2 separate regions of the Sus scrofa genome follow, and region 1 is linked to region 2. Evidence: chromatin contacts called from public Hi-C data. All regions are on one chromosome and are shown on one strand. The core of a region is the stretch at or near the end of the contact, and the rest is flanking DNA. Distances in the headings are between cores, read along the strand shown. Region 1 overlaps MIB1 (E3 ubiquitin-protein ligase MIB1). Region 2 holds the start of SNRPD1 (small nuclear ribonucleoprotein Sm D1).

Region 1 (2,839 bases), core at 307-2,806, 230 kb after region 2:
ATGAGTCCCTCATTTCCAGAGTCTTTGTATTTCTGCTCCCCACCCCATGGTTCTGGTGGTGTACTGCTTAGTGTTTAAGGTTTGGGGGTCAGCTTGGTATACTTGAAGGTGACCATTCCCTTTATTGTAGTCTGACTTTGAATAGGTCTAAAGATTGGATGTATAATCCTGCAGTTGGAAAGAACACCGTGGTCTTGCCTCCTGTACGCTGTAGGAGACTGAAATTCATTTCTTTTAACTGTTTTGAATCGATTAGGTCAGAAACTTAACAGATATCAGATTTGTTCTTCACCATTCCTTAGATTTTATTAGTTACCAAGTCTTTGTAAAAATATTTCTCAGAACTCTTTCTACTCCTCCATATTGCTGTGTCGTAGTTCAGATATGCCCTCAGTATCTCATACATAGAGTCGTTCAAGGATGTGCTTGAATAAAGGCCACCTAACTCCTCTCCATGTCTTCTAATTGACTCTTTACCACCTTGTGAAAAAGGATTGTTCTTTATCGCTCAGACTTTTAAGAAGCTGCAGCTCAACAGTGTTAGATACTTTGTTAATATCAGAGCTGGGATTGAACCCAGGGATAGAAAGATCCTGACCAGTTGTGTGTTACTGTTTCCCACTAGGTTCCCATGAGTGTATAGTTTCTATGTACATAACAAGGTCTAAGTTGGAAAGGTTCGTAGAGAGAGTGTGTGCAATATTTGGTTGTTTAGGTGAAGTGTTGGTCATCATTTTTGGACAGTAATGTTAAATGACACAAAAAGGGGAGAATGTATGTCAGAAGGGAGGCGCATCAATGAAAAACAGATAAGGAGCCAAGGGCAGTGGACAGCTGGGATAGAATTCCTCAGATGTGGGATAGCTGAACAATACCCCTGGCTAATTTGGCTAGATTTTTAAAAATCAATATTAGTAATCTATCTTAGTCATCAATACCCCTGGCTAATTTGGCTAGATTTTTTAAAATCAATATTAGTAATCTATCTTAGTCATTTTAAAAAAATTTTTCTCTCAAAAGTATTTTTAAAAAAAAGGAAATTGAAGTCTAGTTTGGTCTCCCTGACTTCAGAGAAAATGGAGTTTTCCTGTATCATTCTTTCAGATAGGTAGGGAGAATAAAATGGAAATAGAACATGTTTAGGTGGAGTATTTAAAGATATGAAAATGAGTAACCAAGAGAGTAGAGCACAGGGGAGAAGTGTGTGTTAAATTCCTCTGTGGGGGGGGGGGTGCTTCCTTATGGAGGAGAAATACATCGGGATACAGAAGGCACTGTTAGAGTCACTGGATTTATTTGTAGATGTTCACACTTGTGCTGTAACTTCTTTTTTGCAGATTGAAGAATGTGTGGTATGCTCTGACAAGAAAGCAGCTGTTCTTTTTCAGCCGTGTGGACACATGTGTGCTTGTGAGAGTAAGTAGCTCATACAAAACTTCCTCTGAATTATCATAAAAATAGAAAGTGAAACAAATTGTATCTTTGGATTTTTTTTTTTTTTTAGTACCTCATGAGCAGAAGAGTTGGTGGGCTTTTAGGACCTTCTAGTTGTTCTCTGTTCAAGAATGTCACCTCTTTCCTACCTCAGTCCCTAGTGTTAGGGAACTGAATGTGCTGCATTCTACCAGCTCCGCCTTTTATTTCATTTCTGTGTCTGCAGAATGATCTCTCCTCACACACAGGAGAAATCATTGCCAAAAATGAATGTTGAAATATTTAGTCTAGCCTTTTTTCACATCTTAATTAGCACATCTTCATGTCTTCACCTTTATGTTGTCCCTCTTGTACACTTGCCCTTTGAACCACCGCAGCAACCATAGGGCGGGAGTAGTGTCTGGCTTTCTTAACCTTTCTGTGTTGAGAGCTCATAGAAATCTTTTCTTTGTGAGGATAAGTAACATTAAAGTTTAAGAGAAGTTTTAAACTTTGCTTTTGTATGTCTCCTTTGTTCAAGTTAATATACTTAGTATTAATATTCTCTTCTTTTTACTTGTCAATGAAGAATTTTAAACAAGTTTAACAACTTACACTTTACTTGAAGTAAAGTGCAGCCCAAGGTAGGTGATCCCTGGTGGGTGGCTCAGAGATCCAGGTTAAGAATCTGGTGTTGTCACTGCTGTGGCTCAGGTTGCTGCTGTGGCTTGGGTCCTGTCCTTGGCCCTAGAACTTCTACATGCTGTAGGCATGCCCCCCCCAAAATGAGCCCAAAGTAGAGCATGTTTTTTACTATTAGAAAGTAGTTCAGTCATTTAGGTGCTGGGTTTTAATATAATATTTGACTAAAGAAACAAATTGTATGATAGATTAATCCCATTGACACAGATTTGCTTTCAGCATTGGTGTTTTTTTCATTCTAATCAGTAGCCCATCAACTAAGAAAGGATCAAGGTTTTCTACAGTAATGTTCTGCTATAAGTAATTGTTTCTGTTTACCAAAGACTGGTATAATGGCTGTTATCAGCTGTCAGAGGGCACGAAGAAAGAGAATTCTATCTTAAGCAAAAAGAGCTCAGGTTTTGTAAGTTTTCATAGCCCAGCAAACATTTTCTGTAAAGGGTCAAATAATAAACACTTTTGGCGTTTTGGACCACATGATTTCCCTAGTAACTACTCACCCCTTTCCAAGCATTCACTTCTGCGTTTGTAGTGCAGAAACAATCAGAGATGACAAGTTAAAAAAAAAAAAATGAGTTGGACTGTTTTCCATTAAAACTTTATTTACAAAAACAGATGACTGGGTTTGGCCAACAGGCTGTGGTTTGCTGACCCTATCATAGATCATAGTGATGCCTACAGAGACATGAAAGCTGGTTACAGTTAGCAGTTGATAACACAGATT
Region 2 (2,700 bases), core at 46-2,545:
AGACAGAAGTTTGTATTGGGTTTTTGATCACCATTAGAAAAGCAATCTCAGTGTATTTGAAGATCGAATTACAAGGCAATAAAAACAAGTTATAGACAGCTCATTTAAGGAGGTTTTCTGTGGAAGAAATCTGGTGGGAGCTAGAGCTGCATGAGAGGAGAATTTTTTTTTTTTAAGACCTCACCTGCAGCAAATGGAAGCTTGAATCAGAGCTGCAGCTGAGGCCTACACTACAGCTACGGCAACACTGGATCTGAGCTGCATCTGTGAACTACGCTGCAGCTTGTGGCAACACTGGAGCCGTAACCCACTGAATGAGGCCAGGGATAGATCCCACATCCTCATGAATACTAGTCAGGTTCTTACCCTGCCGAGTTCCCACAACTGGCACTACAAAATTTTTTCTTTCTTCCTTTCCTTTTTTTCTTTTTCCATTTTTGGCCATCTCCGAGGCATATGGAGTTCCCAGACCAGGAATCAGATCCAACCTACAGTTGGAACCCACACTACAGCCAGCTGTAGCAATGCAGGGCTGGACATCAAACCCGCGTCCTGGAGCTGCAGAGATGCTGCCCAATCCTGTTGCGCCACAGTGGGAACTCGTTGCTTGTTTGTTTTTTAGATAAATTTATATGTTGATAGAAAAAATCAGTAGAGAAGGAGGAATTGATGATTCAAATTAGAAGGGGATCATTGAAGGAGTGAAATTCTTGAGGAAATGAGATGGGATCCAGACTACAACCAAGAGGAATTTGCTTTCCAAAGGAGCAATAATACTTCTATCGTTGTCACAGAAAGGGAAGCAGAAGGATGGCTTCTGTTTTCTAAAAGTAGGATACGTTAGAGAGTGATTTGGGAGAAGAACTGTAAAAGGTTTGAGATAAAGAGAAGAAAGAAGGTATGAAATACTTTGTGAGCTTATTAGAGAAGCATAACGATCTCTGGGCAGTGCAAGGGACACTTTTGAGGTTTGTGACCAGAATTTAAAGTGAAAATAATCAGTTAAATTGTATGATTTTCTTCAGCACATTAAGTAACGCTGAGATACCTGGTGGTGGAGCATAATCCTTTGGGATTCTCCAATTATTTCCTTTCATTCACGAGAAAATTTGGTGCTACATAATACCCGGAGCCTTGTTATGCTCGCTAATAGGATTTAATTTCCTGAAATACTCTCTCTTACAGGAAGTTTCCTCCTGGATCGGCCCTAAACGCCCTTAACAGTTGCAAGGCACACCTCCTGCCGCCAGAGGCCGCACTGGCGCTACTCGCGGCCGGAAGGGAGAGTGGCCCAAGCGCAGCCTCGGCGTTTCCGCCGTGAGTGCGCAGGGATCCGCGCGCTCTTTACGTCGATCCCCGGGAGTAAGCGTTTCCGGTCATTCATTCTCCCTGCGGGTCGGCCTCTGCGGTGGGGTTTTGTGTACTATCGGACCGAGAGGATGAAGCTCGTGAGGTGAGGAGGTGACCGAGCAGGGTGGGTACTATGAGGGGATGTCCTGGACCGGGAGCGGGGGGGTTGAGCTGCCCGAGATGCAGGAGGCGCGAAAGCCGCGTGCGCGCGCGGCCTGCTAACGGCCTTCGGCGCCCGCCGCTCCCGCCCCATCTTGGTCGCGTCGCCGCGGGCACTCGACCAGGCTTCAGACTGGGTCGCCCAGGGATCTGCGGGTCTTCCGAGAGGTTGAAGGCCGGGCGGTGTTTTCCCATCAGGTGTCTTAGAGGCCTTAAAAGTACAGAGCCAGGCTTACAAGCTCTTACTTTCGGTGAGTTACAGACTTCCGTTTCTGTTAGAACGTTTCTGGCTCGTCTCAGCACTCAGGAACCGGCAAATTTAACTAGGTCCACGCTTCCTGAGAACGTGGGAGACATAAAAATTGTACATCCTGCACAAGTAGTTTAAATTAATGCATATTTTTTAATGAAACTACCGTCACACTTAAAAGAGTACTTAGAAGCTGCAGGGGTTTATCTGGAGATAATGAAATCCAATTCCGAAGTATTTTAAATCAGGGATCAGGGATGGACTTCTGATTTCCTGAGGTTTTTTTTTTTTTTAATAGTGTTTTTTTTCCCTCTTGTTGTTATTCCCTAGCCTTAAGATTATTCAACTTACATTTCCCTTTAAAATAGCCCTTTGATTTAGGAAAAAACCTCTCAATATGGGGTAGAATCACTCTTCCGTACTTTTTGGCTGATTACACAGATAATCGAGATTTATTCTGTTTATTTCTGTATTTAAATTTGGTCGATTAGTTGAGCCTGCTGAAGACTCGTTTACTGGTTGAGCTAATTCATCACAAAAACTACCTGCAAATAGATTGAGTTCTGATGTTTCTCCTTGAGGCTGAGAGCCTGGAACATAGAAGCAGAGGCTTTTACAACTCAGCCGGCAGTTATAAACTAGCTTAACTAGTTTATTGTCTGTTGAGTCAAGAATTGTCAATGTCGACCAAATAGTTAAGCACATGGAGTTCTTGGACCAGGGAACACATCCTAGCTGCATTTGCAACCTACTCGGCAACTGCAGCAATGCTGGACTGTGCCGGTGGGGATTGAACTGGGGATCGAACCTGCATCCCAGTGCTCCAGAGACGCCAAGAATCCCAGTTGTGCTACAGCAGTAGCCCACCCCCCCCTTAAAGAGTCCTATGTTGTAGTAGCGTTCGTTTTGCAGAGAAGATAGACAAGAAGATAGTTTGAGAT

Evidence for each region. A called contact is a pair of places that touch in the nucleus more often than the background predicts.
Region 1: a Hi-C map of fetal skeletal muscle shows a contact between it and region 2, with 2.8 times the contacts expected there. The contact joins the enhancer-like site here to the promoter of SNRPD1 in region 2. A contact is called at or near these places in 3 of 47 Hi-C or Micro-C datasets (embryonic fibroblasts, epiblast stem cells and fetal skeletal muscle) and 2 of 2 datasets of contacts at active chromatin or transcription factors (alveolar macrophages and skeletal muscle).

What each region holds. Positions count from the first base shown.
Region 1 is chr6:107,027,270-107,030,108 of Sscrofa11.1, forward strand. It overlaps MIB1 (E3 ubiquitin-protein ligase MIB1), which reads left to right. Exons shown (of 21, transcript XM_003356369.4): 18 at 1,338-1,416. Among named protein-coding and RNA genes, the nearest start is that of MIR133A-2, 30 kb to the left of the region's middle. Within about 2 kb of position 1,557, at least 7 of the 83 cell types and tissues checked have an H3K27ac peak or open chromatin away from gene starts, as enhancers often do. A contact at or near this core is called in fetal skeletal muscle and skeletal muscle, where this site is marked.
Region 2 is chr6:106,796,906-106,799,605 of Sscrofa11.1, forward strand. It overlaps SNRPD1 (small nuclear ribonucleoprotein Sm D1), which reads left to right and starts at 1,296. Exons shown (of 4, transcript XM_003127854.5): 1 at 1,296-1,453. The coding sequence starts at 1,440.